Regions from separate parts of the Mus musculus genome. Here all the other regions are linked to region 1. Evidence: chromatin contacts called from public ChIA-PET, HiChIP or PLAC-seq and promoter capture Hi-C data. All regions are on one chromosome and are shown on one strand. The core of a region is the stretch at or near the end of the contact, and the rest is flanking DNA. Distances in the headings are between cores, read along the strand shown. Region 1 holds the start of Otulin (OTU deubiquitinase with linear linkage specificity). Region 2 holds the start of Trio (triple functional domain (PTPRF interacting)). Region 3 has its middle 160 kb from the start of Gm36899. Region 4 has its middle 140 kb from the start of Gm36899. Region 5 overlaps Trio (triple functional domain (PTPRF interacting)). Region 6 overlaps Trio (triple functional domain (PTPRF interacting)).

Evidence for each region. Promoter capture Hi-C pulls out the DNA fragments that hold promoters and counts their contacts. ChIA-PET counts read pairs in DNA pulled down with a chosen protein or histone mark. HiChIP or PLAC-seq counts read pairs in DNA pulled down with a chosen protein or histone mark.
Region 2: a contact with region 1 is called in a promoter capture Hi-C map of pre-B cells. The contact joins the promoter of Trio here to the promoter of Otulin in region 1. A contact is called at or near these places in 5 of 39 promoter capture datasets (cranial neural crest, hematopoietic stem and progenitor cells, liver and 2 more), 1 of 15 datasets of contacts at CTCF or cohesin (the NIH/3T3 cell line), 6 of 484 Hi-C or Micro-C datasets (B cells, CD8 T cells, embryonic stem cells and 2 more), 2 of 115 datasets of contacts at active chromatin or transcription factors (pancreatic cancer cells and stem cell-derived neural progenitor cells) and 2 of 9 other capture datasets (adipose tissue and liver).
Region 3: a contact with region 1 is called in an H3K4me3 HiChIP or PLAC-seq map of embryonic stem cells, with 4 times the contacts expected there. The contact joins the enhancer-like site here to the promoter of Otulin in region 1. A contact is called at or near these places in 19 of 39 promoter capture datasets (the 3T3-L1 cell line, the C10 cell line, the HPC-7 cell line and 11 more), 4 of 15 datasets of contacts at CTCF or cohesin (the G1E-ER4 cell line, the NIH/3T3 cell line, large pre-B cells and 1 more), 43 of 484 Hi-C or Micro-C datasets (3T3-L1-derived adipocytes, the AML12 cell line, the AtT-20 cell line and 27 more), 22 of 115 datasets of contacts at active chromatin or transcription factors (CD8 T cells, the HPC-7 cell line, the SCID.adh cell line and 16 more) and 5 of 9 other capture datasets (adipose tissue, embryonic stem cells, liver and 2 more).
Region 4: a contact with region 1 is called in a promoter capture Hi-C map of hippocampal neurons, with 12 times the contacts expected there. The contact joins the enhancer-like site here to the promoter of Otulin in region 1. A contact is called at or near these places in 27 of 39 promoter capture datasets (the 3T3-L1 cell line, 3T3-L1-derived adipocytes, the C10 cell line and 16 more), 5 of 15 datasets of contacts at CTCF or cohesin (the G1E-ER4 cell line, the NIH/3T3 cell line, embryonic stem cells and 2 more), 60 of 484 Hi-C or Micro-C datasets (3T3-L1-derived adipocytes, the AML12 cell line, the AtT-20 cell line and 36 more), 32 of 115 datasets of contacts at active chromatin or transcription factors (the 230-238 cell line, CD8 T cells, the HPC-7 cell line and 23 more) and 5 of 9 other capture datasets (adipose tissue, embryonic stem cells, liver and 2 more).
Region 5: an RNA polymerase II ChIA-PET map of effector CD8 T cells shows a contact between it and region 1, with 12 read pairs. The contact joins the enhancer-like site here to the promoter of Otulin in region 1. A contact is called at or near these places in 7 of 39 promoter capture datasets (the 3T3-L1 cell line, the C10 cell line, HPC-7-derived erythroid cells and 3 more), 4 of 484 Hi-C or Micro-C datasets (B cells, CD4 T cells, CD8 T cells and 1 more), 4 of 115 datasets of contacts at active chromatin or transcription factors (effector CD8 T cells, embryonic stem cells, extraembryonic endoderm stem cells and 1 more) and 1 of 9 other capture datasets (liver).
Region 6: a promoter capture Hi-C map of the HPC-7 cell line shows a contact between it and region 1, with 2.9 times the contacts expected there. The contact joins the enhancer-like site here to the promoter of Otulin in region 1. A contact is called at or near these places in 7 of 39 promoter capture datasets (the C10 cell line, the HPC-7 cell line, HPC-7-derived erythroid cells and 3 more), 1 of 484 Hi-C or Micro-C datasets (CD8 T cells), 5 of 115 datasets of contacts at active chromatin or transcription factors (the 230-238 cell line, embryonic basal ganglia, large pre-B cells and 1 more) and 4 of 9 other capture datasets (adipose tissue, embryonic stem cells, liver and 1 more).

The regions. Positions count from the first base shown.
Region 1 is chr15:27,628,884-27,632,679 of GRCm38.p6, forward strand. It overlaps Otulin (OTU deubiquitinase with linear linkage specificity), which reads right to left and starts at 1,810. Exons shown (of 7, transcript NM_001013792.2): 1 at 1,575-1,810. The coding sequence starts at 1,726.
Region 2 is chr15:28,024,159-28,027,954 of GRCm38.p6, forward strand. It overlaps Trio (triple functional domain (PTPRF interacting)), which reads right to left and starts at 1,690. Exons shown (of 57, transcript NM_001081302.1): 1 at 1,182-1,690. The coding sequence starts at 1,338.
Region 3 is chr15:27,302,165-27,305,960 of GRCm38.p6, forward strand. No RefSeq gene overlaps it. Among named protein-coding and RNA genes, the nearest start is that of Gm36899, 160 kb to the right of the region's middle. Within about 2 kb of position 1,852, at least 19 of the 459 cell types and tissues checked have an H3K27ac peak or open chromatin away from gene starts, as enhancers often do. A contact at or near this core is called in differentiating embryonic stem cells and embryonic stem cells, where this site is marked.
Region 4 is chr15:27,320,264-27,324,059 of GRCm38.p6, forward strand. No RefSeq gene overlaps it. Among named protein-coding and RNA genes, the nearest start is that of Gm36899, 140 kb to the right of the region's middle. Within about 2 kb of position 2,203, at least 23 of the 459 cell types and tissues checked have an H3K27ac peak or open chromatin away from gene starts, as enhancers often do. A contact at or near this core is called in the C2C12 cell line, the HL-1 cell line, the NIH/3T3 cell line and 2 more, where this site is marked.
Region 5 is chr15:27,924,930-27,928,725 of GRCm38.p6, forward strand. All of the region lies in intron 1 of Trio (triple functional domain (PTPRF interacting)), which reads right to left. Among named protein-coding and RNA genes, the nearest start is that of Gm29975, 68 kb to the right of the region's middle. Within about 2 kb of position 1,727, at least 145 of the 459 cell types and tissues checked have an H3K27ac peak or open chromatin away from gene starts, as enhancers often do. A contact at or near this core is called in B cells, CD8 T cells, effector CD8 T cells and 3 more, where this site is marked.
Region 6 is chr15:27,897,053-27,900,848 of GRCm38.p6, forward strand. It overlaps Trio (triple functional domain (PTPRF interacting)), which reads right to left. Exons shown (of 57, transcript NM_001081302.1): 7 at 782-973. Among named protein-coding and RNA genes, the nearest start is that of Gm29975, 96 kb to the right of the region's middle. Within about 2 kb of position 2,184, at least 11 of the 459 cell types and tissues checked have an H3K27ac peak or open chromatin away from gene starts, as enhancers often do. A contact at or near this core is called in the HPC-7 cell line, where this site is marked.

The DNA.
Region 1 (3,796 bases), core at 560-3,059:
GGTCAAGAAGAAGGGGGTAAGGGGTAGGGAGTTGGGGGGGGGGGGGGAGGTGTCAAGAACCATGGTCTTAAAATCTCCTACCTGTTTCTCCCTGCCTAACAACACAATCCGCACCTGTTTCCTCAAGAGTGAGATGACAAACCCAGGTTTCAGCTTTAAGACTAACAGCAGTGTGAAGACTCCTTCCCTTTGAGGTCCGTTCCCCAAGGTGTTCGTGAGAACCACCACACCAGAAAACCTTCCAAACAACTGTGTGTACGTTGGAGAATGTGGTTCTGGCCTCAAAGGCTCAGGTATCTTTCAAGGCATGTGAAACTGCTAGGGTAAGACTGAGGTGCAGGGCTTAAAAGGCTGGGCATCCAGGAAAGGAATGGACTAGGAAAGCAGGCTGAAAGGCAGAGCCGTCAGGAAGCAGAGGAAGAGCAGAGGAAAGAGACATCTCTAACCTAGACAGTTTCAACCTGGCAACCACAGACTAGACCAACTCAAACATGGCCCTGTAATATAAAGGAGCTCAATAGAAAGAAAAATAAGTGTCCCTACTTAAGAATCAGGACATTTCATTTAAAAAAACCAGGCTATCTAGATTCATTGACTACAGCAACTATGGCTGAAGCTTAGATAATGCTGACCCAAATAAAGAGCTAAAAGCTCCCCAAGTCCCAAAGCTAACAGACAATGTCACTAACGCTAATTGGCAGCCTAGCTCTTAGAGAAGGTTAAGGCTTCCCACTCTATACCTTTCCTGTTACCACTAGCTCATTACAGGAATAATTACCATCACACTCGGGCGCTCAATAAACGAAAGCGGTCAAAGCCCACCGCAAAGCACCTCACAACTGAGCTGCTATTATATCCCGTCTTCCTTAACAAGGCTTCAAAAGACCCCTTCTTAGGAAATTGAAAGAGCTCTAAAGGTCCATCTAGACACACCTTATGCTTTAACTTTTGGATCATAAGAAAACTGACTGTCGGAGCTTTTGATTTTCTAAGTCCAAAGACATCTAGAACTGTGCCACGAACTCAGTAGACACCTCCAAACCCTGCACAGTGAAATCGCTTCTAACTTACTGTTTTTCTTCACAGTCAATAAGGAACTGCTCTAAAACTGTGTGCCTGTGTGTGTGTGTGTGTGTGTGTGTGTGTGTAAAAGCAAAGAGTGGTAGGAATACCTAGCCAGGGTCTGACGGGGTAAAACGGAGAGGGCCAGCCTGTGGCCAAAGTCTGTCCAACAGGTGGGAAACTCTTCAAGTGGTGACATCGCAGGACAATTCTGTGGCTGTTACTGGGGCGAACTCACTTCCTCCGAGCTAGGTTAGGGGAAAAGAGCTACAGGGAGTCAGTGGATCATTAAAGGGGCCTCTCTGGATTTCTTTCCCAAATTCCTAGCGCTTTCCCTAACTTCAGGATTGGACAGTTGTCAAAGCGGGAGTGTGGCGGCCTGGGTGACCGAGCTGTGACAGGGTCCACACTCCCGACTCTCTACTGCTCGGTCTGGGTAGCCGACCTGAAACCGAGGGAACCCACGCAGCCCCGCGCCCGCGCCCGCTCCCACGCCCGCCCCGCTCACTCACTGCTCGGCCGGGCATCGCGTCGCGGCCCGGGGCTGCGCGCCGGCCGTCACCTTCCCGCCGTCCCGCGCCGCGGCCCCGGCCTCGCGCGCCGGCGTCTCGGCGCAGCTTGCACCGGGCCACGCTCCGGGCTGGGGCATGGTTCCCCGACTCATCCGCGGCCACGCCGGGCCCTGCCGTCCCGCCGTCCGGAGCCGTGGCTGCGCTGCCCCGCACCCCGCGAGGTCCGCAGAGCGCTTCCGTAAGCGTCACTGTGGCCCGCCCCGCGACCTTTGACCTGCAGCAAGGGGGCGTGGCGAGAGGCTAGGGGACCTGGAACGGGCGGGGCTGGGAATGGAGGGAGGACGCCTGCGCAGAGCGGATTTGAGCCGCGGAGCCTGGAGCGGCCCGCGCCGTGTGCCCACTGCGCATGTCCGGGCTCAGTAGGTGGTGTTGGGGGATGTTGGAGGCTGGGCAGGACACGCGGCTGGGCGGTGTGGAGTTGAGAGAGTTAGGATGCCGGGTAGTACTTACCTCGGTACAGAACTTCATCCTTGGTCCCCTAAAAGTTCTGCTGGCACCGTTCCTCAGTGCCAGCGCGGCCTCTGGAGCCCACGTGGCCTTGACCTCGGCTGTGGGGTCGTAGTTGAGCAAGCACAACATTCTGTGCCATCTTGAATTAGATTGCTTCATGTGATCGATTTAAGAGTAAGAGTAAAGGGCTGACATTAACAGATTTCCAAGGTATGACCGTGGAGGCGCAGAAGCCGGGGAGAGTGGGTGAGTTAGTAGGCATGGCTCCAGCCTTGAGGCAGAACCCGAGTATGGAGCAATAGCGAGGCAGGGACATTTCGGAAGCCTGCAGATAGGTTCAGGGGCAGAACCGAAAAGTAAGATTGGAAGTCAGATCATAAAAAGCCAAGTTTAGATTGATAAGCTTGAGCTTCGTCTTTTCCGTGTTCTCTCTATAAGGCCATTTATGAAAGATCATTTTTGCCTGCAGTTAAATATTAAAGCATAGGACTAAACTGATGTTCAGAGGTGAGGGGAGCACACTAGTGTTAAACATCCCCAAGGCTGATTGGGTGATTAAAACGTCCTTGATTATGGAGAGCTAGAATATTACCGATTAGGAGTAAGCTGCACAGTCTTGGGCGATCTTCAGTTCTCCTTAATAGCCATTTATTGCCAACCTCATTATAGCTTTTAGGTAAATCATTGGGATCTACAGACTTACGGCCAGAATAACATCAGATCACATAACAAACATTTAACAAACATTTCTACCATCTACCTGATGCGTTTTAGAAAGACCTTTGACTTAATGTTTGATTTGTTCTGTTACTATTTAAAAAAACAAACAAACAAACAAAAAAGCAAGGAAGCCATTAGGCTGGAGCATATGGAGACTATTTGGAATAAGTCAAATCTGTGTTCCTGGACCATTGTGCCTCATATTTCCTTGGCTCCAGACTAAACTATCTTACTTTCTTTCAGGGGAGGGCTATGTTCTTTGTAAAGAACCTGTAAAGATAAACTCGGGGAGGTGGGAACATAAGAGGATAAACTATAGAAAGAACATTTGTGCTGGGTGAGATGGTGCACGCCTTTAATCCCACCACTTGGGAGGCAGAGGCAGGCGAATTTCTGAGTTCGAGGCCAGCATGGTCTACAAAGTGAGTTTCAGGACAGCCAGGGCTACACAGAGAAACCCTGCCTCAAAAAAACAAAACAAAACAAAACAAAACAAAAACAAAAACAAGAGAAAGAAAGAAAGAAAGAAAGAAAGAAAGAAAGAAAGAAAGAACGTTTGTCTTGAGACAAATAACTCTGAGGTGTTCTTTTCCTTTTTTTTTTTTTTCTTTAAAAAGTAAGAAACACACCTGCTGAAAATTCAAAGCATAAAATGGTAAGCAAACTGGTTGAGGAACTTAAGGAGGAAGGATTGTAGTAGGTCATCACCCAGTTCACGTCCATCTGGAACATCCCAATCTGACTTCGGGGGGCCGGGGGATGGGGGAAGAATCTCTGTCTATGAGATTAGTAAGGTGATGTCATGTTGGATTGGGGTGTCCTGTAAAGCTATTGATTGGTGTTTTGAGAGGAGAGACTGACCACACAGACAGATAAACAGCAGAGGGAATAAAGCCATGTGGGGAAGAAGACAGAGATTGAAGGAACGCAGCTAAAACCTAAGGAATGATGGAACTTACCAGAAGCTAAGATAAAGCAAACAAAGGCTATCC
Region 2 (3,796 bases), core at 440-2,939, 400 kb after region 1:
TTGGGACCTGACTTTGAAAGAGGCCACTGAGACCCTGAGCTGTCAGCCTCCCGCGCTCACCCCGGTGCAGGCCGCTCACCAGACCCCGAGGCTCTCCGTCCTCCCGGAGGCGGGCAAACAGCCTCCCCGCGCCCTCCCTGGCCCGCCCGTCCGTCCGGATCCTGACCTGGGCCGCCCTCTCTGGCTCTCCAGCGCGGAGTCTGCATCCTCACTCCCAAGCCTGGCCGGCCAGGGACTGCTCTCCGAACTGCAGGCCCCCGGCCGCCGCTGCCCTCCGCCGCCTCCCGGACGCGCAAGCAAACCGGACTGCACGCAGGGACGCGCGGACGCGAGCCGGGCTCGCGCGGGATCTGGGCCGGGCCGGGCTTGGAGGAGGCGCCGTTACCGGGGTCCCCGGGACGCCCCGTCACGCCCCCTGCGCAGCACACCAGCGCCCCTCCCGCCCGCCGGGCTCCGGGCTAGCCTCCTCCTCGGCCACCTCCGGCTCGCCAGAGCGGACCCTAAACTGCCCCTCACTGCCTCCAGGTCCACGCCACCCACGCAGTGCCCGCCAGCCCTGGTCCCACGCCTCTCCCAAGGGCCACCACGGTCCCAGATGTCCTTCCCGGGCCTCCCCCAGAAACAATGGCTCGACCCGACCGCCGCCTCAGCTCGGCCACCGTCCTCGGTTCCTGGGCTGAGGTGCGATGGCTGCCCCGTTTCACAGAACCGTACACCAAGGCTGGATGACAGGCTAGAGCCCCGAGTCGGGACACTCGCTGATAATGGGGTTGGTGGTCCAGCTACCAGCGGCCCAAAAGCTATTACAGGGCAGAGCTGCTGTCCCCGGTCCCGGTGAGCTCGTCCTCCGGGACACCGGCCTCCGCCCACGCCGTCCCCGCCGCCGCCTCCTCGGCCCTCCAGCAAGAGACAAAGAGCCGGCGCCCCTACCCGCGGGGCCGTGGCCGCTGAAACGGGAGGCCGAGGGGTGTCTAGCCTGGCACGAGGGGCGAGCGCCGGGAAAGCGAGTGAAGGCGCCCGGGACGAGCCGCAGCACAAGGGCGGCGTGGGTAACCTGACACGCCGGCGTGGATCGCAGAGCCCCGATGCGGCGACAGGGACGAGAGCGCGCAGGGCTATACCGGGCCGGAGATCCGGGCGCGCCGGGCCGGCCGAGCGCGCGGGGCAACCGCGGTACTCACCGGATCGGAAGAAGGCCGCGATGTCGGCTAGGTCCTTGGCGGCCTCCTCGGCGCCCTCGCCGGCGCCGCCCCCGCAGCCGGAGCCCGCCGCGCTGGCCGCTGCCGCGGGGCCGGAGGACGCGGCCGGGGCGGTGGCACCGCCGCTGCTGCCGCTCATGGCTTCGGCGGCGGACGAGCCCGCCTCGGGCCCCGCGCCCCTAGCTCCGCGCACCCAGCCGCCTGCGCCTGGCCTGGCGGCGCCGAGCACCCAGCTGCCCGCGCCCGGCGCGCGGACGCACAGCCCCGGGGCGGCGGGCGGCGGCGGCTCGGCCCGAGGAGCGCGCCCACATAGACGAGGACACCGCCCGGGAGCCGCGAGCCTGGCGCGGAGCGGGCGCGCGGAGCCACGGCCTCGGCGTGGCCGGCCGGGGCACGGGCAGCGGCGCGGACACGCGAGGGCGGGGGCCGGGGCTGCGAAGCTCCGCGATCACGAACGCCGGCGGCAGCAGCGAGCCTCCATCTTGCTTTCCGACGGGGAAGGAAGGAGGGGGAGGGAGAAATCACGGCCGAGGGAGCCCGGGTGAAAGGAAAGGGAGAGCAGGGAAAGGAGAGGAAGGAAAAAGAGGGGCTTCGGGAATTTCCGGAGAGCTTCGTTAGCGGCCGGAGCGTGGGCTCGGCTGGTGGGCGGGGCCTTTTGTGGGCGGGTCCTGGAGGGGCGGAGCCGCGCCTGGGAGCCCGGAGGGCGAAATGGAGTGGCTGAGAGAGAACGTGGAGCGGGCCAGGTCTCCTCCTCCAGGGCTGCTCCAAACCTGGGAGGAGCAGGAACAAGTGTGACCGAGCCACACTGGCCTTCCAGGACGGGCACTGCGCCCCCTGCCAGGACTCTCGCGCCTGCACTGCAAGCGGTCCTAGCGCTGGAGCGTTTTCATTATTATTTATGTCACCCGCGGGGCCGAGCGACCAGGATATGGAGCTGGTGTGGCCTTCGCAGGCACAGCGCTGTCACTGGCATGTAGAAGGGGCGGGATAATTGTTGAATGAGCAGAGAGGCAGTGAAAACAGATTATCTGCTCTAGTCTACCGTCTCCTTGTATGTAAAAAGCAGGCGCGAGAGAGGGGGTGCTTGCGGGGAATCCCCATCTCCCAAGTGTGCTGGGTCCTCAGGCTACCCAGATGTAGTGGGAAGATGATGGAGGCAGGGGAGACCAGAGGAAAGGGACTTTTAAAGAAAATGTACGTTAAATCAGATGTGTGGAATATCAAATTCTGCTTTATGTCACGGCTGCAAGATGAGTGCAGTGAAGGAATGGGCGCCGGGTAATTGAGAATCACATGCAGGAGAAAACAGATCAACAAATTCCATCAAACTACACCCCGCACCTATGTTTAACGGGAGAACGATGATTAAGTGACCACCAGATCTTTTCCCCTTGGCAGTCTCAGACAAGCAAGGGAAAAGGGCTAGAAGGCTTGGTTTCGGTCAGGATGAAGTTTGAAGACACCCATAGGAATTTGTGTTCACCTTGCAATAGGTGTGTGTAAAGATCTACAGCTGTGTGCTTATATTTTGGACCGCATGATAGTACATATGCCTGTATTTTCTTGCTCTGTCAATTAATTGGCCCTGGAAACACCTAGCGTTTTGATGACTGTCTCTCTGCCTCTCATGTGTGCCTGCACGCACTATCGACATTTGTGTTTTGGGTCTGTGTTTATATGAATACAAGAGGTAGGTACCCAGTGTCTAACTCAGTCATCCACTTCTCACCTTAGTTTTTTTGGAGCAGAGTCTCTCACTGAATCTGGAGTTCCTTGGTTAGTTAGACAGTTGACTAGCAATACATAAAGATCCTCCCATCTCTGCCTCCCTAGTGCCCAAGCTGCAGTAAAAAGCTGGAATACCGAGGAACTGAATTCAGGTTCCCATGCTTGCAGAGTAAGTATTTTACCACAGATGGAGCGTTTCTATGGTTCTCAGATCTTGTTTTTAATACTTTCCTCCAATTAAAGGAATTCAGGCTCTTTGGGAAAATGGGTGATTCTGGTAGTGGGGCAGGAAGTATTTAACATGAGCACCCTGTTGTGCCAGAAGGTAAGGAAATGACTTCCCAAGGGGGGGGGGGGGAAGCAGCACAGAAAAAGATTACCCAGGACACAAAGGAAACAGTCGAAAGAGCTCTTCATGGCCCAAGCCAGAACAATTTCAGAAAGACAACATAGCACTGTTTGATTACAAGCAAAAAAAATAAATAAATATTTTTGAGTCCATACTGATGTAAAGGAATAAGCAAATGGGGTAGAAGTGACAAAGGCAGAAGTACAAGTAACTTAGGTAGAGATTGTCCCGAGTGAGACAGAGCAGAACTCCCCTCTCGCAGGGTACAGGCTGCACACTACCTTCCAAAGAGAACAAAACTGGTAAGGAACTTTCTAACAGAGAAACCATTACTCTGCCCCAGCCCGTTGATCAAGGTGAACTTAAGAATCAGTAAGTCACCTTGACACTGTGTTCTAGATATAATAAAAGTGGCAGTGTTCCTCCCTGTGCCTCCCCTCCAAAACTCCAAGCTCCAAATGAAGATAACAGCATCCTATGAATGAGGCACTTCCTATAAATTACCTCACCAGCACTCTCC
Region 3 (3,796 bases), core at 602-3,101, 330 kb before region 1:
AAACCCAAACCCAGCAACCGAGAAAGCAGAGAAAAAGACCCGCCATCTTTTCCCAGAGAAAGTAGCAATGGAAAGAGTTTCTTATACCTACAGCCTAATTCCATTGCTCATTTCTCCCAGACCTCATCTTCCTTTCACAGATGCTGGTTTCTCATAAAATCTTAATCAAAAACTCCATGTAAACAATTGTCCAGGAGAACCAAACCTAGGAGTTCACCTGAGAACCTCTCTGCCATTGGCTCCTGGGTCTTATCCCTACAGGTGAATGTGGTATGAATATGAATACACTCAATTCATAGTGTTGATCCTTAGTCCTTTACATTATAAACACACACACACACACACACACACACACACACACGTACACGTACACGAGTCTAAACATTGTGTAACCTATTCTCTAACTGTTAGTAGAGAAAGGACCTTCAAACAGAGATGAACAAGTAGCAACTTATCCATGACCCTCAGTGTCTGATATGCAGGGATGTAATTCAAGCCCAACCACTTGAAGCTGGGGTTATAGCTCCTATGTGCTTGTCTAGTATGCATGAAGCCCTGGGTTTGATCTCTAGCACAACATAAAACAGTGTGGTGGTGCACACCTAATCCTAATTCGTGGGAGGAAAAGATAAGAAAATTAGAATGTGAGGGCATCCTTGGTTATGTAGTGAGTTCAAGGCCAGCCTTGAGATCTTGCCTCCAAAACTAAACAAAGCAAACCCAGAGAATAAACTGCCCTCCTCTCTATGGGAGCGATGGAGTAGCTGAATGATGTCATAGCTCCCTGTGCCCTTCATCTGAGTATGATAGCATTGTACCCAAGCTTGCCTGTAGGTAATGTAAGAACAGAAAAATATAATAGAAAAGCCAAAAGAAAGAAAAACAAGATTGGGTTTGACAAAGTTGTTGAGTTCCACCACACACACACACACACACACACACACACACACACACACCTCCTCTTCTTTTCTTGATCTACAGTTAACTTCTAGGTTCAACATGTCAGCCCAGGGCAAGAATTTAACACAAATCCCCCAAGCTCCTGGGTGGTTTACAATCTAACTATCTGGGCATGTCTACAAAGCCACTGGCAATCTTAAGTTGTGGTTCCAGACAGTTATTGAATTAAGGAAGAAACTTTTTCATTGTCTGAGTTAAATATGATCCAAATCCTTTCATGACCAATATTTTCTACCTTTTTACTTTCTCATAAGATGATGATTTATCCGGAGGAGGAAATAGATATTAGAAGCAAACGGCAAAGTCCTGCTAACTGGTGAATCCGCCACTGTAGAATTACCACCAGCAATGAGAAAACATCCATCAAGCAGACACTGCGCTGTAGAGTCTGTGAACATCAGCCAAAGCGGCAGCCGCAGTCCTGTGCTCCCAGTGTAAAGGCATTCCAAAACCAGAGAACAGAAGCCAGGGTCCCCAGTTGTCCATTTTGCTCTTCAGACGAAACCTCATTACTGTGAATCATTACGTTCTGGTAGCTTTATCTCTCCTGCCTTTAAGCCGCAAGGCTGCAAATTGCCATCTGATGCTTGGAACCTGACCATCAATAATAGGTAACTTTTGGGCTGAGACATTGTAGAAGCACAAAAGACAACCTCAATCTTTTGAAGAATACCAGGGAAAAAAAAACAATAAAAAGTGATCAAGATAGCAGGTTGGCTGCACGGACTACCTCCTTTCCTGTCCCAGCCTATAGAAATACCAGAAAAGGGTTTGGGGATATGGGGAGAGGAGGGGAGGTCTGTGAGCACCTGTGCACAGGCATCACAGGGACGTGAGGTGCTCTGAATTCTTAGTCACCAGGAAGCAGAACTCTTTGATAGGATTAGGAGGTGTGGCCTTATTGGAGGAAGTGCGTCACTGGGGGTGGGCTCTGAGAGTTTCAAAAGCCCACACCCAGGCCAGCGTTTCTTCTTTTTACTTACAATCAGGATGTAGCTCTCAGGTGTAGCTCTGCATGGCACCATGCCCCTGCCAAGACGATAATGGTCTAAACCTCTAAAACAGTAAGTAAACCCCCAATTAGATGCCTACTTTCATAAGAATTGCCTTGGTCACAGTGTCTCTTCACAGCTATAGAACTAAGACAGAGGTTCTCACTGCCTGCTTCTAGTTGCCTCCCTTCTTGCTTCCTCCCGCATCTGCCTAAGGTTCTGCCTGGCCCCCAGCTCTAGCTGCCAGCTCTTTATTATGCCAACAGCCTCAAGCCTGATCCAGTCAGCAGCAGGGCAACGCCCACTCCAGCTCTTTACTATGCAAACGACCTCCAGCCTGAACCAATCAGCAACAAGACAATGCGCACTCCAGCTCTTTACTATGCAAATGACCTCCAGCCTGAACCAATCAGCAACAAGACAACGCCCACTCCAGCTCTTTACTATGCAAATGACCTCCAACCTGAACCAAACAGTACCGGGACAACACCCAATCCATCCCTTTGGGTTGCCCTTTGGCACCGAGGGCTGCTTGACTTCCCTCCACCTTGTAGCTTGCGTTTTAGTAAGCTAATCTCAGAGAAACGTCTTTTGGGCCTTTGAAGAAAGACAAGCATTTACATAAAGAAGGCTTGTAACGGGCTATGGAGAAGACAACACCAAACATTCTGCGCAATGAGAGGATGTAGGTCATCCCAACTGTGGCAAAATCGGGTGAGGACTTCACACCACTGTGGCTCAAGGCAGAGAGCCGAAGGACAAGCCGAACACATCTTGTTATACCCAAGTTGCAGGGACCCCCAAAGACCACCGAGGAGCCAATTGCAATATAAACACACAAGGGTCTTTATTACACGTTTGCAAGCAAGGTTGCAGCGGGTCAGAGTGAGGCCCTGAGTCTAGGAGTGCAATATATGTATTATAGTTACAGCAAGCTTGTGCAATTTCCATACAGGTCAGCAAGTTAGTATTTAAAAACTGCATTTCTGGGGTAATCTGCAGGAACTGAACATGGGGACAAACCACCTGACAAACAGGATGGCTAAGTGTATTCTCTGCAGGATGTCTTAAGCTATCTCAATGTACCTTGACCCTGCTATTGTAGCCTGACGGGCTGTTGCTAAGTGCGGTGTGTTGTCATAGGATGCTTGCTCCTGAGGACTCTGTTATTTTCTTCCTGGAATTGGAGTTTAGCCCCTGGTCTGGTACAAAATGGAGTTTCTTCAGAAACGGAATTGTTTGGGCTTTACAATCTAAGGGACAAAGCGTGAGAGAAAGAACAGCCTCACTTTACAAGACCCCATTCTCAAGACTGCTAACCTGCTTCTGTGAGAACCAACCCAGTCCTGAAGGAAGGCCTTAGATCTTCTCAGTACTTAATTAATTACCTGTTAAAGACCTCATAATAGACACTGACTCCCAACAGGAGCTCCAAGGGGACAAATAGAAGTAACCAGCATTTTAAAGTAAAGAAAAACATCAGTGGGCCAGAAATCTAATCTCCAAAAGGTAGAAGGCAAATGAGATTGGTTTGACAGAGTAAAGAACCTTCCAGACTCAGCTGAGGAGAGGGAACCAGGAAAATCAGAATTGGAGATGAGGATTCCCTGATCCTGAACATTTATTCCCAGGGAGATGACGAAGCCAGCACTGTTAGAGAAACACATCTAGAACAATCTGAGCACCTAGAAAAGTCCTACCTGACCTCACTGTCACTTGCCCCTCAGTTAGAAGATGGCATTTCCTCTGAATGTGTGTGCCCACAGTAACTCCCCATAAGTAAAGAAATAGGAAGCCCCATTCTCAAAAGACAATGTACCCCAGAGTTCTATCAGAAAGCACAT
Region 4 (3,796 bases), core at 953-3,452, 310 kb before region 1:
AAATAGAAATAGCTTGGAACTCACTTGGGTAGGCTTGTAAAGTCTAGGTATGTATAAGTATAAGGTATGCATAAGGGATGTATGAATCAGGACATACTGTAGTTTACTGTATCATTATACATAAAAGACACTGTGATGTGCTATGTTATTAACTGTGACATACTATATTATTAACTGTAGGATGGTGTGGCCTAGTATACTTATGTAAGCTATAACACAATGTGACTTGTTGGATATTAATGTTATTGTCAAAGGTCTGTTGTTTCATATTTAGGTCTTCCAAAATAGAATGATATTCCTATTACATGTTCAGTGCTTCAAATAGTACTTTGTTCGTGAGAGACACCATACTCAACGGGGTAAGAACTTGAGTTCAGGTGGCCTCTAAGCCTCTGGTCAGATCTCAGCCATGCTCCAACCCCCTGCACAGATCTTGGCTGTGCTACTAATGAGCTATGACTCTTGGGATGTCTTTGTCCTCTGGAGCTCTGGACACCTACAACATGACATAAAAACTGTCTGTAAAAATTTTTAGAAAGTAAATGTAGACAGGGGCCAAAGAGAAGGCTCACTATGTCAGTCAAATGTTTGCTCTGAAAGCACAAGGGCCTGGGTTGGATCACCAGGACCCACGTAACAGCACCAGGCACAATGGTACTTGACATCTCAGGTACTGAGAAGAGGGAGACAGGAGGATCCATGGGGCAGGTTGGGCCAGCCATACTGGATAACTTTGTGTACTCCCAGGCCAGAGAGAGAGCTTGTCTTTAAAAAATAAAAAGGGACAGCTCCTGAGAAATGGTGCCCAAAGTTGTCCATTGTTCTCTACACAGAGGTGTTCCTGCACACACCTGACCATGCACATGCGTACATACAAAAAGAAGGAGGAGGAGGCAGAGGAGGAATTGATGGTGCTGGTGAGTATAAACAGTTGAATAATCACGATGTCTCTTGGGTCTGAGGCTGAAGGAACTGATGATATAGGGTAGGCTTGTAAGTTGAGCAAGCTTTGGGCACCAGTAGATTTCTTTTTTTATTTATTTTTTTGAGATGAGGTCTTGTTAGGTGAACACCACCATGCCCAGCTTCCACCCATGGATATTAATGGGTTCATGCTTTCGCAGGGAGAAGACATTTCTCACATAGTTGTACAACTTCTGCTTCTGTGTAATGTTGGAGAACAACAATTTTAAATAAACTCCTTCTCTTCTCATAAAAGTTGATCTCAATACACGAGCTGGTCCGAGCCGCACCCCCCCACACACACACACACACATATATACGGCCTAGTCTGGCCTCAGTGGGAGAAGATGCGCCTAACCCTCATGAGACTTGAGGGCCCAGGGAGTGGGGAGGACTGGTGATGGACGGGGGTAGGGGAGGAGGAATGGGATGAGGAATTGTGGGTGTGCAGACTGGGGTGGGGGGGGCAACAACTAAACTCTAAAAAAATAAAAATAATAAAAAACAGTTGATCTCAGTATTTTAAGAATTGGAATGACATAAACACAGCATTGTGACGTAAATCAGCCATCTTGTGTAGCTAATTTGAGATTTTCCTGGGAAGAAATTACACCTTACCCTTCCTTTGCTTGGGAAACCAAGTTCCTTTTGTTGCTTTTTAATTTTAACCTTAATCTCCTTTCTCAAGTCAACAGTACGGCTTTGAAGAATTCCACCCTCCCCTCCAGCCCTCATCAAATCCTTTTTGATTATTATGTGGAGAGCCTAGCCCTCCTTTTACCAGAATATCCTACCCCACCTCGTGATAGGGCAGGCTAGCCTAACCACTTCCCGCGACTTGGACACTTTTAAGCTGTGTCTTCCTCAGAAAACCAGATGCTCTGAGCTTAGTGCCAAGACAGCTTTCCACCTAGAGGCACAGAAAACCAGGATAGTGTTTGAGCATCATTGCTAAGTGATAATGTTTCTCTGTTCTCAGTGAATAAGGACAGGTTTGCCAAAGCAGTATTTTTCTTTTAAAGGGAAGGGAAGAGAAGAGAGCCTTAAGGAACACAGTCTCTTATTGTTGAAAAATTACTTTGAGTTCTTCATCTCTCCTCCCTGCCTGCCCACATCACTGCAGCAACTACAAGAATCCAACAGAGCCAAAACACACTGGCCGAGTGGAACCACAGTCCTTCCTGATGTGCCCCACGCTCAGCCTCTGGGTGACGGAAGGGAGTTAGTCATGCACAAACAAGAGCATCCCTGAGCTAGCTTCATTTGCTTGGAATCCAAGAATCACCACCCACACAGTGGCAAGCCTAGAGTGCTGGTGACTCTTCTCTTTCCTTTCTTCATTTAATCAGTCAACACGGAGACAGGCCCTCCAGGAAGAGGCTCGAGTGGAGGAGTGTCCACGGTGGTCCAGAATGCCAAATCAACTCAGAAAAATAATACGGGAACTCAGGGATGGGTAGGAGGTATCAAAGATAAACTTCTAATCCAAAGGACAGGAGGCGGGCTACTCGAAAAGGCATCCTGGAAAGAGAAACGGACTCCTTTTCTTTCCTGGAATCAATGGGATACTTGAAATCTATGGATCTAGAGGTCAAAATATTTTCAAAGGTAGGCATGGTGCCACATACATGCCTGAAATCTCAGCACACAGGAGGCTGGGGTGAATGGTTCACAGGTTCAAAGCTAGCCAGGGTACTTAGTAAAATACTTAGTAAAATACTACATTCAAAAAACATATAAACACAGGAGCTAAGGAGGTGGCTGAGTCAGAAAAGTGCATACTATATAAGTAAGAAGCCCTGAGTTCAGATCTCATGGCAGCAGAGGCTGTAGCCCTAGCACTGTAGAAAGGGAGGAAGGCAGAACCCGGAAGCTCGTTCATTATCCAGTTTAACTAGAACACTGAGCTCCAGATTCGTCGAGAGACATTGTCTCAAGAAATAAGATGAGGTCTACACGGGAAGGTGTTCATCAGCCTTTAGCTGACACGCACTCTCTCTCTCTCTCTCTCTCTCTCTCTCTCTCTCTCTCTCTCTCTCTCACACACACACACACACACACACACACACACACACACTTCATGTGCTTAAGGAAGTCCCTGTGTGCCCAAGAGATTACCTCTCAATCTAACAGGCTCCAAAAACACAGTCAAATTCCATTGGAAAAATGAGTTCCAGAGCTGTGATTTCACCTGGGGATTAATTTTTGCTAATTTACCTTCATTTCTTCACACGGGACTTAAACCATAAATCCTGTCTACACAGGTATGTCTTTACTTACAACACCTTGGTAAAGAAAACAGTAATTTCCTGCTCAATTAAACAAGGTTCTTGCAGATGCTTGTTATCAACATTCTGCCAAAGCCAAAACAGACATAGGCTGTGATGGTTGGGCAGACTTTAAATGGGAGCATTCAATCCCAACGGGTGTGTCCTGATGTGATCATTACTTTGGGGACAGGTACTGTGTGCCTTTCCAGTCTAAGTTGTTCGGCTTCAAATACATTTTGCCTATCACTTAGGGGGACAAGTAAAAGCCTTTGTGAACTGCCTATAAAATTCCCAGCACAAGCTAAGTCATAGGCTCAGTTAGTTCATTTTTCCATTGCACCCATCTTCCCCAGAGCTTTAAAAAAATAATTGAGACTTTAATTAAAGACAAATTGTATTAGTCTTTTAAGGATGGAGAAGCCAAGACGCTCGCGCAAAATGAGTCATGGCTGGGGAAAGAATCAAACTCTATTTGCAAGTACTGTTTTTTTTTTTTATATCAATTCATTAGCTGTTACTTATTTCTTGCATTCCCTTTTAAGAAGATGGTTTCTGTATTTGTA
Region 5 (3,796 bases), core at 477-2,976, 300 kb after region 1:
AACCAAGATTGATTGTTAAGAGAAATCCTGATCCATTATCACATCAAGCATTTCATTCATTTAAATAGCCTCGCCTGGCTCCCCTTGCCTTCCACCCCACCGTGGAATTCCCGCAGGTGGCCTTGCTGTATCTGCAGCCTCCTAATCAGTGGTCAGTAGTCCTTCTGACCCCACCACTCGCCTTGAAATCGGCTTCTAGCTCACACCTCCTTCTACTGCTCTCCATAAGTTTTCCACGATGCCCCTCTGTGGCTTCTTGATGCCTTCCCGTAAGACACACACTCCCTGACATGACATAATCCTTCAGATGTGACATCTGCCTCCTGTGCAGCCTCGCTCGCTTGCCAATACTTATTCTCTCCCCAGGCGAAAATGAAAGAATCCCAACCAGACAGACGCTCAACTTCTGACCCTTTGAACTCCTACACGCATCACCAAAAACCCACTCCCATCATTCCTGTTCCCAGAAATACGTGTGCACACTGCACACACTGGGAACCCTAATACTGGATACATAACCCACTCAGCGCCTGTAGCACTCAAGCCTTTGCCACATCCTGGAAATGACCTAAATACTGGTCACAGTCACTGGGCACTGTGTCCCACCGTATGGGGAGCACGGCAGAAAACCCCAAGCAGCCATTTAACCCTAGGAAAACAACACCCTTTGCAGCTGGCAAACCTCACCACCAGTCTACAACTGGGCTCCTGAGTACAGTTCACAAAAACACAGAACTAACCATATTCTAAAGTTGCCAACCTGCTCACAATGGCCAGGCACTAAAAGTGACTGGTTCTCTTGCTGTCTCGTGTACTTAACGACGAGTCCTTCATTTGTAGTTTAAGATAGGAAAAGGTTTTACTTTGGGGTTGTTGCAATGTAATTAAAACATTATTTTCTGCCCTAATCACTGTTGGTCTCACCTCTGATGAAGGAAGGAAGGGTGGAGCATACGAAGGGAGAATGCTTAGGAGGAGGCTCATTTCTGCACTTTCACTGCAGAGAGGGGGGGGGGGGGAGCAGGAGCAGGAAGTGTGCAGGCATCAGAGGCCTGCTTCTCTGCAGTTAGCAGGGTTCACCCAAAAACAGTTGCAAGGAAATGCTTTAGTCATGAGACTTTGTGACCAGCCTGGGCTTGAGGGAACGAAGCTACGTCAACTCCACACAACTCCAGACAGAACTTCTTTGTTTTACATGTCAGCACATATGTGTCCCAAGTCCCCGAGTCCCAGAGGGCTCAAGTGGAACAGCTGACAGAACGAATCTCGGGGTTTCTGCCATATGTTTTCTGCAACAGGAACGGAACACAACTTAAACTTCTGTGAGTGCGAGGTGTGGCCAACAGGCTTGCTTCGGTCGTGTCCGCCTGCCTGTTGGTGACCATTACTAGGAAAGACAGGAAACAAATAAGGAGAACCAAGGCTTCTGAGACTTCAGATGCCACGGGACAAAGGACTTGATCCCAGCAATGAGCACCGGTTTGGATTTAAGCTCCAAATCTTATTACCTTACACATTAGTAAATCTTACGGATTATTATAGTTGATCGCCACACCAGTGTCCCTGACCCCTACGTTGGCTCCTGCCCACTTCTTTTGCTTGCTTGTAGTTCGAGACAGGGTCTCTCTTTGTAGGTCTGGCTATCCTCGAACCACCAACAAGACTTCTAGCTTCTCTAACATGTAAACTGTCAATTCAGCCCCTGTGACCTGGGTTGTGGCTGGGGACTTCCTTCCTGCAGGGGACTTCCCCGGGCTTCAGGGGCCCTGCCTATCTTGTCAGCCTCTGCTTTTACTACTCAAGGCTGAGAGTCTTAATAAGTAATCAATTAATTTGAGTGGCCACGAGTTACATCTAAACAATACTTAAATCATTATCTTGTTTATACATAAACCAAAGTTGCTAAATATTCAGCAAAATTAGGATATTGTAGGTCTGTCTGTTACAAATACACTCCAGTAAGTCACGGACCCTTAAATGTGTCAATGAGGTAAAGGCTTCATGGATTTAATTCCAACATGAAACTCACTAGAAGGGCGTATCTTTAATGAGATCCAAGAATGTGGCAGAACTTTGTAGTAGCCAGTTCCCCGATGGAGCCTCGAGCTGTTTGGTTCACTTGGCGCTCGTGTTCAGACAGAACTTTTACACACACTGATCTGCTAAGCCCTGGGGATTCCCCAACCTGCACAGTCCCTGTTTGAAGACGCTTATCGTCGAATAGAGAACAAAACATGCACGAGAGCAGAGAACAGCCTCGACTCCACTCCCAGGCGGGTCCGTCTGACAGGTGCGCATCTGGGCACGCGCTGCTGTTACTGATCTGAGGTGGGGAGGCTGTGATTAGCTGGACAATCTTAACTACCACCCGTTCCCACCCAAGCACTGCATCGTCGCTGGCATGGAAATAAACCCCAGACGACCAAGGCAAGACCCGGAACATGGAGGCCCAAGACACAGCTGACATTGTCCTTCCGTGCTTCAGCCACCCTACTTGCCTTGACAGTTCTGTCCCTGTTTTCTTAGTGTGCGCTGCAGTTCATCTGTGCTGAGGGACCAGTCACAATCAAGGTGGGCCATCCAGGTAATTTCTGGTGGGGGGGGGGGGGGTGGTGGGGCGTGGCAGGGGATGTGGAATCGTGTAAGAAACCTAGGGAGGACAACTCATGCTTCATAACTTGTTTGATTTTAGGTTGAATTCTAAACAGTCAAGTCTGACATTTTCTTCCAGGTCCTTCTATGTGGTGGAAGATGTGACTGCTGAAGAAACACTAGCCCTGACGCGATCCTACAGGCTAATGGCTTCCTGTCCAAGAAACAGGACCAGCATAACTTTGCTCATGGGTAATGAACCTGTCCAGCTGCCTCAAGATTATAGCTTTATCCCAATGTGGGCGGCATACGGCCTTGAAAGCTAAAGCCATTAATTTACTCAACACTTAACCAGGCCTGGTGCCCTGCCCTACGCCCATTTCAGAGCAGGGAAAATCACATCAGACAGGCCTGGGTGACTTCCTTTCCTGCTGGATCCTGGTAAGAGGGTAAGACACTACAGAGTATGGCGGCTGAGGAAAACCTGCTCAAGTTAACAAGAGAGAGAACACCATTTCCCTTCTCTATCCACCACCTCAACCCACCATCCCCTCATCTCCTGCAACTGCGACTGCACCTCAAATCCTCTTTCCACGCTTAGAAAAGGAAGGGCTTTTTAAAGACAGAATAAAATATGGCCGTTAAGTAAAAAAGATCTAGTAACATTCAAGGGAAATAACTGCCTTCATTGACTGCTCTCCACAGTATACATTGAGGCAGGGTCTCACACTTGAACACAACATTCTCCTGGTTACCCTAACCTAGTGACCTGCCCCAGGGAATCCCTTCATGGCCATCAGTATTCATGTGGATACCAGGTATCTTATTACGGCTAGTCCTTACACTGAGGGGCAAGACTTCATCCACTGAGCTATCTTCCTTTGCATAAGAGTGGACCACATGTGGAAGAACTGGCCTCCCTCTTGGTATCATGAAGCATCTTCACTGGTCCAAAGGAAGATGCATGCTGGGTGCAAAGGCCAGCAGAGATGGGAGGAGAGGAGGGGTGCGACTCTAAGCATCCTTTGCCTGAGGACTCAGGTAAGCCTTGGGATATGACCATCCTGCCCACAGTGCATCACCTTCCTAGACTCTCTGGGGATGCTGGAACTTAGTAAGTCAAAGCCAGGACAGGCTCCACACAAGCTTGCCCATGGTGCTCTGCGGCCCCCTCAGAGCAGGGCTAGACTCTGGGCAGTTGTGG
Region 6 (3,796 bases), core at 934-3,433, 270 kb after region 1:
GGGAGGAGGGGGAGGAGGAGGAGAAAGGAGTAGAGAGGAGGAAAGAGCAGCAGCTACTATTTACTGTTACAGGCCAAACACTATTAGTGAGAAAACCTGAAGTCCACACTCCTGAGCCATACAAAAATGATGTCTTAATATAAAAATTTCAGAGCACTTTGGATTCTCCAAGTAATGATGTTTAACCCACGCAGTCTTTGTCGGAACCTTGAACACCGACCAATTTCCCATGTATTTCAGGTAAGAGATACATAACCTGTATTTACTGTACACCAGACACTGTAGGGCACAGTGGAGTGGTTGTTTTCATGCTCTAAAACAAAAATACTAAAGCAAGTATTTTTTTTTCTATTTCACCAAAACAAACAAACAAACAAACAAACCGTAAACCCAAAACAAACAAGCAAAAGAAGAGGAAAAAAACCCCTGAAAACCAAGAGTTGGGTACTTTGGGCACACCTGCAATCCCGCACTGGGAATGGAAGTGGGGTCTTGCCAGCTTGAAGCTGGCAATGTGATACAGCATGCTCTAGGCCTGCCTGGACTATACAAAGAACCTCGTCTCATATGCACAATGAGTAAGCAAGCAAACAGAACAAGCACAAATATAAAGAGCTGAGGAGTGCAACCGCCTAAGCTTGCAGAGCAATGAGTGAGACAGGTGGATCTCTCTGTGAGGCTGAGTAAATCCTATAGGAAGCTGGGAAGAATCACTTACACAAGATGGCAGGGGCACGGGATCTGGCTCCCGCCTTGTGGGCTGGGGGTCCCAGGCACTGACCTTCTCAGCCTTCTGGTGAAAGATGGAGGACATGTCCAACAAGGTGCTGCGCTCGTCCAAGGCTGCTGCAAACGCCTTCCACTCTTGTTCCAGCTGATTTGCAATCTGCTTAATCTGCTGAGAGGCGTAGTGGCCCGACTCCACCAGGCGATTGGCCACTGACATTATGCGGTTTATATTTACATATACGTTCTGCGGGGGAGGCACAGGAAGAGGTTCACTGAGGGATGTGGACAGGAGACTCCCCCCAACTAAGAAACGCAGAGCCCTTGGTGAATAGCCTGCTGACAGTTCCCCAGGCTACGAGCAGCACCACCTGGTACCTATGTCAAGCATCTAACTCTCTGGATTTTCATCAACTCTGAGCTGGTTCCAAATTCTATTTTTAAAACTGTAAAATTATCAATCAACTCACTGAAAGGCATAATTGTTAACCACAAAGCAATCAGATACACAAGTGGGTATGCAGAAATACACTGTTACTCACTTCCTGGCTTCAGACCCTCATGAGGATCCAGATGGCAGGCCTTTTAACAATCACAAAGAACTGAAGGAACCGGCTAGAACCCAGGAATTCAAACTTATGTACTTAGCAACCAAAGGTTATTTGTGTGAAGACAAGTTCTCCTTTCTGTAAAACTCAAGCCACCTTTTTGTACCAACAGGAAATCTTCAGATGGAGCCACTTTCTCCCAGGAGTAGGAGTTAAGGTGTAGAAGGGCTGGTGCTGCATTCAGATCAAGCAAAGCTCCTCTGCTCTGACTACCGCCCTGCCCAGGTCTACCAGTTGACCGGAAAACTAAGCATACAGGCTTTAAGTTCAAAATGAAACCTGCACTTTCCTCTTGTGCACAGCACAGTGCACTTACAATTGTGAACTTACAATTGTGTACTGCATGATCTTATAGTTGTGCATGTGATCTTACAGTTGTGTAGTGTGATGTGACAGTTGTGTACACTTCTGCTTCCTGTGCACACTTCTGTTTCCGCTTCTCTCTCCATCTGTTCTTACATTCAACAAACTTGTTGAATGTTACTTGTGGGATAACATGGAGTGTTGGCACACAGTCAACAAATTTCGAACTACTCATGTATTTTTATTTTTGACCTTGTCCTGTTCCTGTCTGTGCGACCCCTGAGTGGGAGATAAATCTTTGCCTCCTGCTACTCACTACTAACTTAGCCAGCCTGCCCAATTCCTTCCTCTCGGGGCTCCTCTTCTTCCCACCCCTCTGAGCCACACTGCCACTAGTCTGCAGTGGCCCCCTCCTTACCACAGCTCACTGAGTCCTAACCCTAGCACACAGAACTCTCTCCTTGGCTTCCTTTGCACCTTCATTTGCTGATCTTTTCTGTTATCATCCAACCAGAACCCGGTGGAGTTGCCTTGGCACAGACAAGCCCCGCCCACATTCCTTTGCTACAAACTCATGGACCATTCATGTCCTAAGCAGCAGAGGCAGAGGTTACTCCATGGAGGTGTGACAGTAGTGAGAACAGGCTCCTGGCTTGTGTGGGTATGTTAATTAAAATATATTTAACTAGCTTCCTTTAAATTGAGAGCAGTGTGCTCTGGGTTTGGGATGTCTCCCAAAGATTCCCATGCGGAGCATTTGCTAAGCTTTGTCCTTAGCAGATAGCACTAGTAGAGACGGGTCTAGCTATAGGAAGCAGGTGAGCCTCTGCAAGATCTATTGGGAGCCTTGCTCCCTTCCCTTTGTTTGCTTCCTGGACCCCATGAGGCAGCCCTGACCCACACTCACTTCCTGCCTTCGACACATGATTAGTGTCAGAAATAAGAGCCAAGCCAGCCTGGGCTGAAAGCTCAGAAACTGAACTCTGTATCTTCCCTGCATTGGCTATGGATCTCAGGCACCCTGTCACCATGGGAAGCTGACGCCTGTATCTTCTCTGCTCGGGCTGCAGATCTTCATGAGGAGTGACTGAGCAGTTACCTTCCATGTTCCTCCCCTGTCCCTTATTTCTCCTTAAAGTGGCTGAATTTGCTAATGTTTTCTCTGACTCCTCAAGAGAAAAGGCTACTCTGTAGTCTATCAGAGAGTGTATGCAGAGGTTCTCACTTAGAATGGTTAGAACAAGGGAAGGGCAGCCCATTGAAATGGTCCTCCTGGGGCGGAAGAGATAGCTCAGTGATTAGGCGCACTGAATATTCTTTCAGAGGACCCAGGTTCAGTTCCAAGCACCCACCTGGCAGCTCACAACTGTCTGCAGCTCCAATATCTAACATCCTCCCCCATGCATGCATACAGGCAAAACGCCAATGCACATTAAGAAGGAGGAGGAGGAGGAAGGAAGGAAGGAAGGAAGGAAGGAAGGAAGGAAGGAAGGAAGGATCCTCCTGGGGGACTACAGATGCTCATACATAGACTTGAATCTATAGTCCTTTGTCAGGTTCATTTCCTGATCAGACTATGCCGGTCTTTGTGCCTCTCATTTCCCGTGGTCTAGCATTTTCAGCACAACCAGAGGCATGGTGAGCCACACAGCCCTTCAGAGCCTGCACACGGCTCTGCCATGCGTCATCCCTCCCACAAGGACCTACGCTTTAGCTCTTACCCTCAAGCTTGTATGTTATGCTAGAATGAGCATCATTCTTGATCTTGCTTAATGTGGTTCCTTTAAAGATTCCCTATGCACAGACTTGCATTTAGTCTTCTATGCTTTAAGGTTCCTCAAAACACTCCAGGCAGTAGGACAAAAGACCAAAAGCTAGTGGGCCACATTTGCCAGGCATGCGTGATGGCTGAAGCCTCATGCAGGTGTCAGAACAGGGGACGAGAAAAGCCCAGAAAGCTCCTGACCTGCTGTCCACAGCGCATCCTAACTGAGGCGTAACTGAGAACGGTAACACAGACGTAATGTTGAAAATAAAAAGATGAGAGCTGAGGAGGAGGGAGGGGAGGAGGGAGGAAGGGGAGGACGGAAGAGAAGAGACATCTCTCACATTTTTAGGAGTGCCTTACCTGCTTTAACTGGGTAGCATCACAGGTGTTA